Regions from separate parts of the Sus scrofa genome. Here region 1 is linked to region 2. Evidence: chromatin contacts called from public Hi-C data. All regions are on one chromosome and are shown on one strand. The core of a region is the stretch at or near the end of the contact, and the rest is flanking DNA. Distances in the headings are between cores, read along the strand shown.

Region 1 (6,216 bases), core at 255-2,754, 170 kb after region 2:
AATTGTCCTGCAGTGAATAATTCTCCAATTGTAACATCATTTATAATGATTTCATTCAAATTAGGAATTAGTAATTGATGCCTTATATTCAAGTACTGAGCTCTATACATGTTTTCTTTTATGTAGATTCACAGCTAAATTGCCATCATAAAACAATGAAAGTTAACCTCAAAGACTGATGGAGAAAATTACCAATAAGTAGGAAATGTAATGGCCAATAGCAATTACAGGCTTTAACAGTATGTAAACATTAAGTGAATATTACTATTTTGAGCTAGTCAACTGGTTTTGAACTATATATATAAAAAAATGTTATGTGTGACTTGAGGATTTGAAAACCTTTAGTACATATTAAAAATTATAAGTTACAAGTCATATTAGGTTTGGTCTTAAAATTAAAATTTTTTTTTTTTTCTTTTTTTTTTTTCTTTTGTCCTTTTTAGGGCTGCACCCATGGCATATGGAGGTTGCCAGGCTGGGCGTCTAATTGGAGCTATAGCCACTGCCTACACCAGAGCCACAGCAAGGCCAGATCTGGGCCGCATCTGCAACCTTCACCACAGCTCACAGCAACACCGGATCCTTAAACCACTGAGCGAGGCCAGGGATAGAACCCAAAACCTCATGGTTCCTAGTCAGATTCATTTCCTCTGTGCCACAATGGGAACTGCTTCAAATTAAAACTTATTTTTAAAATTTGGCCATTCAAGATCAAAGGAACTTCTGCCTTGTAAACTACATATTACAAGGAAATAACATTTTAATATTGTAAGTGATTCACTCTCATTGTTTGTATTCATTTCCATAAAAACCGATTACACAGGACAAGGGTATTATCATGATGTTATTAGCATGCATGTTCTATGAAATTGAAGAAAAAGATAAACTTTCATATATCCTTTCGTGATGAGAAAAGAGCAAACCTTCCATTCTGTGACTGAACTGCTCACCATTCTCTGTCTGCACCAAAGCTTCATTCTTCATATTTGCTTTCTATTTTCATAGCAATGGGAATGGAATGTGACCCTCAGCACTCAGCCGTTATCCTGCCCTCTGTGGTTGTAGCCTTTGACTCAGGCCTGAGTTCACCATAACTTATTTTTACAAGGATCTTGAGATGCAGCCAGCCCACTTGGCAATATTTACACTCCTACTCAGCTCATTTCAAAATGGGGATTCTCACTGTTTCTCTTTTCAGAGCTTACTAGTTTCAGCATGAAACCTTTTAAAATAAAACTGCTGTTATGTGAATGACTGAAGACAAAATGCATTTTTTCCAACTCCCTGATTTTGTCTTGACTTTTAAGTTCCATAGAGCCCTCTACTTTCCAGTCTTATTCATAAAGCTATTACCCAATCTGGCAATATTTTCTCAAGAAATTTCTGGATAGTACTTTTTTTTTTTTTTTTAATGGAAGCAAATGGTTCACTGTTTACATAAGCTGCACTGTTGAGTAAATCCCTAACATGTGCATCTGGAATTCTTGCCTTCTTTGGTAACAGGTCACTGGAACTGTTTTTGACTATCAGTGAGGCAAAGGGATTATTGCAAGATTTGGGACTGGGGTTCTTTCCTGTCTGACTTTTGCTGTTGGTTTGGTTTTACTGTTTACTATATGCATTTTTTCACTTCAGTCACCCATCCTCCACCGACAGTAAGTGTTTACAATGGTTTGAATTGATGGGCTTCAAATATGTAAGCTTTTCATTTTCTAGTTTTCTGCTTTTAGTGACAATTAATTAATTGTCACATGATGAATTCCATGACTAGGGAAGTTCTAGAAATACATGACAAAACAGAAACTCATCTCACTTGTGCTTATAGCTGACGGTTTGCTTACTGCTTCTAGGGGTTCTCAAACTTGACTTGCCTTCGGAATCACTAGGAAGCCTATTTAAAACTGACTGGATTTCTGAGCCCCACCCAGTTTCTGACTCCATAGTTCTGGGAAGTGGAATTTGAATTCCTAAGTAGTTCTGTGATGGTGCTGCTGCTATTCCTCAGGGGAACACACTTTGGAAATCACATATGCAGAATTTAACAGAATACTGGATTCCAGTCATTTTGTACAAATGAAATAGCAGACTGTCATTTGCTGAAGAGGACACAATGGCATGATATTTAAGAAATAGTTGTGCTCCTCTCCATAAAATAGCCCACTTTCCTTAAGCTTAGCTCTTGCATCTTCCATATAAAACTCGAAGAGATGGTCATATTTCTGACAAACCGTGAAGCTTACCAAAGTCAGTTTTGTTTGCTGTCTCACTTAAAATACAATTCTACTTACAATTGCCTGGAATGGATGAGTGAACTTTTTTTAATGTACATAATACTTTTTGACACTGGGAAATAAAAAGCTATGAAAATAAGGTTGATAAACCAGTAAAGAAGTCTTTTCTTAAATGTCACAATCTGGCAAGAGCAGATAAGGAAAGGGATCATGTGGGGACAATGACAAGAAACCTACAGCCATCAAACCATGTCAGTACTGCACTAGAAAACAAATAGAATTTGAGATAATTCAGAACAAATACTACAAATCAGAGGTGATCCCCAAACCTCCTTTCAGTCTCACACTTTTGAAAGACAACTAAGGAGCACAAAAGGACACAGGGTAACTCCACACTTAATGGTTGACTTTGTGACTTTTCTTTTGTCTTTCTTTTCTTGATCTGAAATTAAATTTGTCTTCAGTAAAAGTTTCCTCTATGGACCATATCATTTCATCTCCAACATAAAATACTCAAGAAGAGACTGAAGCAGAGCAAGGTAAGTTAATTATTGAAATTATGTGTTAATTATGATGAATTATTTCAGAATAATGAAGCAGTGCTTAGCAGATTTTTGTTGTGTCACTATATACTCTGTTCCAAAGGGCTTTGAAAGTATAAAGTGTTATTGGAAAAAGATATTGTCAGATAAAGAGAAAATAAATAATCAGATTCTGATTCACAAATATTATAGTATGATTACTTATTCCATATATGATAGAAAAAATTTTTTACAAACTCCTGCATAATGAGTAGACTACCAATTTTTCTATTTTGACATTAAAATAGGTTACAGGACAAATTTTAATTCTACTTCTGATAGAGATCAGTTAAAATCAATGGCAGCAGATAATGGATTAACTGGAGTTTGTGAAATATAAGATACTACGGTTTAAATATTTTAAAAGTAGTTGTGCAGTTAAAACTATTAATATTGATATCCCTAAGGATTGGGAAAGTGTTGTGTTCAAGAAACTCTTCTAAATACCTTCCATAGATGAAATAATTTAACTTTCCTCTCCACCTCCCAAAAAAGGAGACAATAACAAGGTTTTGCCTTCACATTCAATTGATAAAAACATTTTGTTCCCCCTCCACCCTTGGGCTGCCATTCATAACTTTCAAGGCTGCACAACAGATGGCATCCCAATGAAGTTTGTGGGAGTCAAATAATTTGGCAAACCCATGCAAGTACTAAATGCTGAAGCTAGAATTTGAATCTATATTTACTCTTTTAATTTTTTTTTTTTTTTTTTTTTTTTTTTTGGTCTTTTTGCCTTTTCTTGAGCGCCTCCCGTGGCATATGGAGGTTCCCAGGCTAGGGGTCAAATCAGATCAGTAGCCACCGGCCTATGCCAGAGCCACAGCAACGCAGGATCATGGTTCCTAGTCGGATTTGTTAACCACTGTGCCATGATGGGAACTCCATATAATTACTCTTTTAATTTTTAAAAAAGTTTACATTACTGTAGTTTGTATTTGTGCTTTCAAGAATATTTATACGTCTGAACAAACCTCTCTTTTTGATAACATAACTTTGTGGACAAGTGCCAAAATGGAATTTTATCAAAGTTGTCCTAGGAAGTAAATGCTGTTGAAGAGTTTTGGGGTAGATATAGATCTTTATAGTACAAGTGTATTTGTAAAATACAGAAGCATCCTGCTCAATTTCATGCAAAAACGATCGAGAATAGAGTATTATGGAATTGCAACTGAGGAGGAAATTCAGGGTGATCTTAGTGACAAATTTTTTTCTGAATGTTTGCGAAATAAGAAGAAATAAAGACTCCCTAAAATAGAGACATGGATATCAATTTTTAATGTTTTTCTTTTTATCAAGTATTTTTTGTTGTTCTAAATAGTGAAATAATATTTGCATTTGTATCCTTCTAACTGATTGTTATCCTGAATTCACTACTTTACTTGTCAATAATAAAAAGGGTTTCTAAGAAGACTTGGTCAAAAAAGCTGTTAGTACGAGAATAAACTAGTCTCCTGGAAAGAAAAATTACAGTGATGCTTCTTGAGGAGAGGCTTTTGTCCTGGTGTTGCCATGTTTCTTTCTTCATGTTTTGCAGAAGCTCTGAACCAAATTTCAGCCTCCAGACCCCGGCTAGTAAGGATAGACTGATTATACAGAGAATACTAAGGAGTTCCCGTTGTGGCTCAGTGGTTAACAAACCTGACTAGCATCCATGAGGATACAAGTTCGATCCCTGACCTCGCTCGGTGGGTTAAGGATCCAGCATTGCTGTGAGCTGTGGTGAAGGCTGCAGACGTGGCTCAGATCCAGCTCTGCTGTGGCTGTGATGTAGGCCGGTGGCTACAGCTCTGATTTGACCTTTAGCTGGGAACCTCCATATGCCGTGGGTGTGGCCCTAAGAAGCCAAAAATCCAAAAAGCAAAAAAAAAAAAAAAAAAAAAGGAGAGAGAGAGAGAGAGAACACTTAAAAGCATGTCTATTTTTCTTTTAATTAATTTCAGTGGTATAAGAGAAAAAGAAAAAAGAAGACACATTCAGGTACAAATAATTTATTCAGAAAAGTAGTGGAGAAAATAGAATGGCTTGAAAGTCAAAATATTTGAATCAGCTACAAAAGAAATGTACTGTGTTCCAATAATGGCTAAGAAATAGAAAACTGCTTTAATATAAGTTAATAGTAAAGGTAAACTTTTGCAATAAAAATAAGGTGAAATAAACCTATGTTAATTTAAAATTAGGTGAAAAAGACTGAGAGAATAGAACTATTAACTTCACTATCTTGATTACCATGTAGTGTTGATAATGAGTTGGGTAAAAATCTTCTAATTTATGACATTTTATAAAATATTTTGTTTTAACTGTAACTGAATTGAGAGATCTTATATTCTTTTATAATAAAACGTATATTTATAAGATACTAAATGTAATCTTTGAATAATTTTTAAAAGATATTTTTATATAAACAAATGAAAATATGCAGGTACAAATTGTTTTCTTTCAAAATAACTGTATTATTACTCGCTGCTTAATTCAGTGCCCAGAAATGATTACATTTCTTCTTTCCTTAACTATTATGTTTAGTAGCAGTAATTTTCATTTGAAAAAGTTACATCAGAATAAAAAAATCATCATTGGTCTAAATGGAGCTTTTATACAATCTAAGGAGCAACTGTCAGTAGTAATTAGGCTGCATCTCAGTTAAGGCTTACTGACAGAAGCAAGGAAGAATGAATAGACTATTTTGTAACACAAAATTTACCTACTGCAATTGACAGAACACTGTAAACCAGCCATGATGGAAAAAATAAAAATCATTCAAAAAATTTACCTACTGCATACATGAATTATTGAATAAATGTGTACAGAGTGTCTTATTATTATGTAACAAATATAAAGAAGGAAACATTTTTATGTGCTAAATAAAAACATATATTCCATTATATAAGTAAAATACAGGTTGTCATTCATTAATTCATTCAGTAGATATATTTATGGAATGGCTAATATGACCTTTTTCTCATGGAATTTATATTACCTGAATTTTGCTGAAGTGTTTGAGATTCAGAATGTTTGATCTGGAGAATGAAGATAGGCAGTTGGTTGAAGATATAGAATAACCAGGAGCACAGTTGAGATTAGAAGAGATGTAATGGCACCCTTTAAAACAGAGCAATTTCATCTAAAGGCATTCAGTAGCCTGTTGGTAGCAGTACAGATTACACATAGTTTACCACATTAGTTTGAGGTTTAGCAGAACAATAGGTGTTCCTAGAAGTGATGTGTGAGCTTAAAGGATGCATGTAGAACCAGAAGAGGTCTGTTAACTAAATGACGCTAAAGTTCCGCATCAAAAAGACAGGTAGAAATATTAGAACAAATTATACTAAAGAATGAGAGTGGGAGGAGAATCAGATGAGGCCATTAAAAAATTATGAGATATTCAAGAGGAAGATTATCTCCAT
Region 2 (6,848 bases), core at 4,085-6,584:
TTCTTTAATAAGTGGAATCTAAGCCTCGGCCCTTTCTATGATGGTCTTTACCATATGCCAATTGTCTAAACTCCCTGGAGGAGCAAAATCTCACAGCACATAGGAAGTGAGATTTCAACCATTATGTTGGGTTTCGACCACTTCAGACAATAGACTACCCTTCAGAGCATTGTGTCTTAAGCTTTAATGTGCATAGGAATCAGCCCGAGAACTTATTAAAATGCAGAATCTGTTTGAGTAAGTCTGGGGTGCTGTCTGAGATTCTGCATTTCTAACAAGCTTCCAGATAATGCCCAGGCTGCTGCTCTATGGACCGTACATTGTGTAGTAATGCTTTCAGCTGAGAACTGATACTCAACTCACTTACGGGCTTGCCCTCCCCCTGAGGCCCTCAAAGCTTCTCAGCAGCACTTTTGGAACACAATTTGTAGGCTTAGTTTTTGACTCAGGATACTGTCCTGATAGGAAGGAAATTTAAGAGACTATAATAGTTCAGCAGATTAATCCTAAAATCAACCCTGCTGTCATCCAGTTTAATTTTGTGATGTTTCTCAAACTTTGACTAGGTTCCCAGTGTGTACCCATTTTCAGAATACTGGATCTTAGGCAGATGTCTTGTTCTCTCCATTTTAATATCTGATTTCATAATCTGTCTGGCTCAGAAGGCCTGAAGTCTTAAAATGAACAGTGACTTACCTACGTGCCTCACATCCTGACTTCGTTGATTGCCTGTTGCCAGCCCTTAAGTCACCTGTTGGAACTTGGCACTCTACCTTTGGCAGGACATCCTAAATACTGACTGCCCACTCAGACAAAATTGGCCTAGCACCTGTCACTGTGTTTCATGGACTCCAACACTTCCTGGCCTCCCACTGATGCTGCCTCCTGGCACCTTCACAGTTATTCCTCCAGGTGTGTGGTCCTCCTCTGGGCATTTGTCCCATTGTTTTGATCAAATTTCTCCTAGAATCTATTCATATTCTACAAGCCTCAGGATAATTTAGGATCCATTCTCATTTACCAACCCTAGGTCTTATGTTGATAACTTTGTTCCAATAAAGAGTTCATATTGTTCAGTGATTTTATATTGTATACTCTTGAATAGATTAGTAAATGGAATACAGTAAGAACAACATGAAGAGATATAATATGACTGATAAAGGGTCTAATAATGCTTTTTTTTTGTTGTTGTTGTTGCTATTGCTTGGGCCGCTCCCGCGGCATATGGAGGTTCCCAGGCTAGGGGTCCAATCGGAGCTGTAGCCACCGGTCTACACCAGAGCCACAGCAACGCGGGATCCGAGCCGCATCTGCAACCTACACCACAGCTCACGGCAACGCCGGATCGTTAACCCACTGAGCAAGGGCAGGGACCGAACCCGCAACCTCATGGCTCCTAGTCGGATTCGTTAACCACTGCGCCACGACGGGAACTCCATGCTTTTTAAATGAAAATTGTATTTGACAAGTCCTGTCTTTCCTTGTCATTGGCAAGATATCATATCCCATTACTTCCTTTTGTTTTAGCAGTATTCTGTGACATGACTGGAAATGATTTGAGAACAGGCAATAGTAGATGTGTATCCTACCAAATATACAACATAATTAAGCACCTGATAGACTTCTTTTAACTGTATTAATAGACACATTTCTATGGTTTAGGGTCTGGAGGTATACTTATGTATATTTTATGGATCCTGTGGAATTTTCTTCAGTGAACCAACAAGTTTTCAAGATCATCATGGATCAGTACTACTAGTTTTGTCAATTATGTTTCACGAGAGACCTTCATAAATCAAAAATGGGGAGAGCTTCATCTTTCTAGCATAAAATTACAAAGCACCTAAACCAGAAGCTTGAAAAGCAACAAGGACTGTGGTCATAATTCATATGATTCCCCACCCTAGTCCCCAAATGGATGTTAGGAAGAAAACAGATACACAGAGGCTAAGGAGAGGAAACTAAGCTTTGTTGTATGTTTACTCTGAGCCAGCCTCTATGAAAAGTAAATCTTTAATTCTTTCAAGAATTCTTTATAGTAAATAATTATTATTCCCAGAGGATTAGACAGACTCTGAAAAGATAAATAATTTGCTCAGGATTACACTAGTAACTGGTAGTACCTGCATTTGTACTGTGTTGGGTTCGTATAAAATGCCATGCCTTTTAAACAGTTTCAGAGTATTGAGATTTCTTAATTTTACCAACATTTGTCTGGTAAAGCTTTTGATCTTATCTAATTTCCCACGATACATAGTAATTATTTAGGACTGTTACAGCAATTTAGTGTCAAGCAAGACCATGATTCCTCCTACAAGGCATTTCTCAATAAATTCTGTGAGAAAGGTTATAATGTTATGTCATTCTACAAGATTGTGAGATCCCATAGTAATATAAATTAATAACTAAGAATTTTTAAACAAAACTCACATCTGCTGGTAAGAAATTTTAGTGACTTTTGTATTTTGTGGTCTAGTACCCAAAAGTCACCATCCTTCATGTAGTCGAAAGACATACATGCTTTACGATTCTTACATTTCCTTTCCTCTTCAGTAGGAAATTAAACATAAAAGATTTATGATTAAAGCTTTGTTTTCTTTAAAACAAAAGTGATCACAATAAGTAGCATGATAAAAGTATTATTAGAGGTGACAGGCTATATCGCATATGACAGCTGGTATCTCTTCTCTAAGTATAGCAATTTTCAGCCAACTTGGGCTGATGCAATAAAAGATTTGTGATTAAAACATGCACAACATATCTCGGAAGTAGCCAAGACTCTCCCTCAGGAGCTGAATGCCACAGTCCTCAAGAGGTGAAGCTATCTCTTTTCTTGTCAGCAAAGGCTGCCATATGGAGGACTTTCAGGAACATTCAATCACTGCTTCTTCACTGGGATAGCTAAAAATTGTGTTAAAGAGTCTACCACTTTCTCCTGACTTCATAACATTTCAGAAGAAGAAGAAAGTTCAATCCAATTACCAACTAACAAATTTTTTTTCAGTTTTTCTCCCCTGATACAAAGCCTTTTGTGAACAGCAAGTGATATGGGGGACAGTTTTTTGTTTTGTTTTGTTTTGTTTTATTTTGGTATTTTCTTTTCAGGGCTACCAAATAAGGACATGTTGAATTGCTGGAACTAACCAAAAGTTCAAAGGAAAATTTTAGTTTCTATTTTGTACTTCTGGAAAACAAATTTGAAAAACAGAGTAGTATATACTAAGGAGAAATCAAAAGCAAGATACTGTCCAGTAGGTATATATAATTCCTCAGGGAGAGATTGGCCAGCTGAAAATGAAGCAATATTTGGTAAGGATGATAGAGCAGCAAAAAAAAAAAAAAAAAAAAAAAAAAAACCCTTTTGCATGAAAGGATTCCAAGTTCTTTAAAGACTTACTCATGGAAACACATTCTCTATGGATATATATTCATATTCATTTACAATCTATCTTAAATATTTCAGTAAGTTACTCTGAATCTTTTTCACAATGATTAATTCTGTTCAAGCTCACTGTCAGAAATTAAATGGAGATTTTTAAGATATTTTTGCTTTTTTAAGCATTAGGAGAAAATGTCTTCTGTATTGAGGTAATCAAATCCATTGCTCTTAGGATTTTGGGGTTTGACTTACCAAGTCTACAAAGAAAACTCTCCTAGAACTAACAAAATTAGATTACCTTTGAATTCTCACCCCAACTTTGAATAGTCACTAATTCCTTTATTTGCTCTTTTGGTGTTTGCAAAGGGGCTCACTAAAGCCTGAATTGATATAATTATTGGCTCAGATTGTTAGAGGTCTAGGCCAGATGGCTATGAGTTTCTAAAGTCCCAGTTGCCTGTGGTAGTTTTCCTAGTTTGCCTATAGGGTTTGGGGATCAGCAATTGAAAGGGCTACAAACTTGTAAAACAGTATTATTCATGGGGGCAGAATGTTCATCAGCGTGACCCAGTACTAAATACATTCATTATAGGCATTTCTATTCTGCACAATTTGCCACACAGCACTGGTTTCTAGAGGGGGGGAGAAAAGACAATGGCTTATAAAATGCCTTTGAATGCTTAAAAAGAAGGAGAGTTCATGCTGAGACTCCTCTGCTTTCTTTTTTGGAAAGAACCTTCTTAGTAACTTTAGCTGAGCTCTGCCGAGAGTAAGCAAAGTGGAAAAATCAGAAAATTACCTTTTTTATGTGTTTCTGGGGGCAAAAGTAGAGAGTGGGAGAAAATAAATGGAAAAAAGTGACAGCGAGATTATGTGAAACTGCAAATATGCAAGTGGATGAAGACAGCTGAGGAATAATGCAAGAGGTATGAAAAAAAGCAGCAAGAATAGAGCCATGATGATAAACTTAAAAGGAATTGCAGAGCAGAAAGAACATCATAAATAATCATATTTTCAAATAAGAATACCATATCAGTTTCTGTGACCTGGATAGAGCACAAACCTCCCATGATATTTCCTTAGCATTTTGATGCACACAAAATGCAATTTTCAGCTCAGGCATTTTATTCTTCAATGTAAACAAGTTTGGGGTTTTTAAAATACATATCCCAAAAGTGTTTTCATAAATAATACATATATTATAAAAATTTGACTTGTAAACTACTGAGTCCATGTTCCCCCAGTATTCATTGTGAAGGCTCACCACGTAAAAATCGTACCTTTTTGTAAACTGGCATGCTTAAAGCATAAGATGTCTTTTACCAAAGGTAAATAGGATTTTTTGAAGTACCGGACAAAGAAATGCCATAGCCAATTTTGCCAAAACTCTGGCAGTGTTATAAGGGAGAACTATATTGCTAATTAGTTTCAAATTCTAAGGTGTTCCTTTAAATCTTGCTAATTAAGAGAAATCAAGAGTGGAAAAGAGCCCTTTTCTTATCTTCAAAGAATAAAGATGAAAGAAAAACAGAAAATGAAACCTCTTTACTTGGTCTGTTTTTTAAAACAGAGCCCCAAGAAAATCTGCTTGTGCTCACAGGATGAGAAAGACCCAAGTATTTACAGAGGGGGAGGGGAAGGAGGCGGGCTGAGAAGCATAATTAGAAGCAAGTTTTCAAATTTTATTAAATTCCTCCACCAACAAAACGCACTTAGAGGTATTTTAAGTTAAACCAGTACTTAAGGACTATGAAAAGCAAGATGATTACATGTTTGTGGAAGAAGAAAGGGCAATTAAGAAAACCAGGACAATTTAAAATGCCATATAAATAAAGGCAACCAGAAGTTGATTTGAAGTTTTTCTTCTGTAATTTGTCTCCCCTTTGTCGTGGCACGCTCAGAGAAAGTGAATGCAGTAGATGGAGAGGAGGAGGAGGGGGAGAGGGGTGGGGGAAAGGAGGAACAGTAAAGGAGCCTCTCCCATCCTCCCCCAGCCCCCACCAGCCCTGCTAGCTCGGCTCGCTCCCGCGCCTCCAGCCCCCGCCCTCCTCCTCCTTCCATCTCTCCCTCTCCCACCCTCCACTCCAGTCCGCCCTGCCCTCGCTTTGGGGACTCCATCAGCTTTTGATTTGGAAGGACGCTGATTGGCTGGAAGCGATTCAACACACGCCGGGCAGGAGAGCTTTGTCTGAGTTGAAGTGAAGTTGTACAGATTTTAGACTGGAGTCAGCAATCACGGGTGTTTAGTCTGCAGCCGAGCGAGAAAGGGAGAAAGAATCGCTCAGGAAAGATCCACCGCAGACTCCGCCAGCACCCTGCAATAGATGGATTCCGACTACACAAGGGGGAAAACGCGGAGGTGACACTCTTTTGCTTGCCAAGAGGACAAACAGCCAAACAAATGCAAGGATTGGACTCCATGCCGGTAATGTCTGGAAGTCGTGACACGGTGTGTATAAAACAAAAGTTTGCGAGCTGTTAATTGCTGTGCTGGGTTATTAAGAGGCGCTTTCAAGTTTCAAGTACCAAATGTAGCTTAGCTTTAAGTTGCCAAAGGAAGTTGAGGGAATTGCTTTGTGGTTTTAACTTGCTCTGTGAGAGGAATCTCATAAACTGACCGATGTACCAAATGAATGCTAAAATGCACTTTAGATTTGTGTTTGCACTCCTGGTTGTATCTTTCAACTCCGATGCACTGGGCAAGAATTTGAAATACAGGATTTATGAGGAGCAGAGGGTTGGATCAGTAATTGCAAGACTATCAGAGGATGTGGCTGATGTTTTAGTTAAGCTGCCTAATCCTTTGACTGTTCGTTTTCGAGCCATGCAAAGGGGAAATTCTCCTTTACTCGTAGTAAATGAGGATAACGGGGAAATCAGCATAGGGGCAAAAATTGACCGTGAACAACTGTGCCAGAAAAACTTGAACTGTTCCATAGAGTTTGATGTGATCACTCTACCCACTGAGCATCTGCAGCTTTTCCATATTGAAGTCGAAGTGCTGGATATTAATGACAATTCTCCCCAGTTTTCAAGATCTCTCATACCGATTGAGATATCAGAGAGTGCGGCAGTTGGGACTCGTATCCCCCTGGACAGTGCTTTTGATCCAGATGTTGGAGAAAATTCCCTCCATACGTACTCTCTCTCCGCCAATGATTTTTTTAATATCGAGGTCCGGACCAGGACTGATGGAGCTAAGTATGCAGAACTCATAGTGGTGAGAGAGCTGGACCGGGAACTAAAGTCAAGCTATGAGCTTCGGCTCACCGCCTCGGACATGGGGGTCCCTCAGAGGTCTGGCTCATCCATACTAAAAATCAGCATTTCAGACTCTAATGACAACAGCCCTGCTTTCGAGCAGCAGTCTTATATAATACAACTCTTAGAAAACTCTCCCGTTGGCACTTTGCTCCTAGATCTGAATGCCACTGATCCAGATGAGGGCGCCAATGGGAAAATTGTCTAT

What was found. A called contact is a pair of places that touch in the nucleus more often than the background predicts.
Region 1: a Hi-C map of subcutaneous adipose tissue shows a contact between it and region 2, with 2.0 times the contacts expected there. The contact joins the enhancer-like site here to the promoter of PCDH18 in region 2. A contact is called at or near these places in 8 of 47 Hi-C or Micro-C datasets (adipocytes, embryonic fibroblasts, fetal skeletal muscle and 5 more) and 1 of 2 datasets of contacts at active chromatin or transcription factors (skeletal muscle).

What each region holds. Positions count from the first base shown.
Region 1 is chr8:89,494,402-89,500,617 of Sscrofa11.1, forward strand. No RefSeq gene overlaps it. Among named protein-coding and RNA genes, the nearest start is that of PCDH18, 180 kb to the left of the region's middle. Within about 2 kb of position 1,505, at least 22 of the 83 cell types and tissues checked have an H3K27ac peak or open chromatin away from gene starts, as enhancers often do. A contact at or near this core is called in fetal skeletal muscle, omental adipose tissue, skeletal muscle and 1 more, where this site is marked.
Region 2 is chr8:89,316,153-89,323,000 of Sscrofa11.1, forward strand. It overlaps PCDH18 (protocadherin-18), which reads left to right and starts at 5,335. Exons shown (of 4, transcript XM_021101589.1): 1 at 5,335-6,848. The coding sequence starts at 6,000.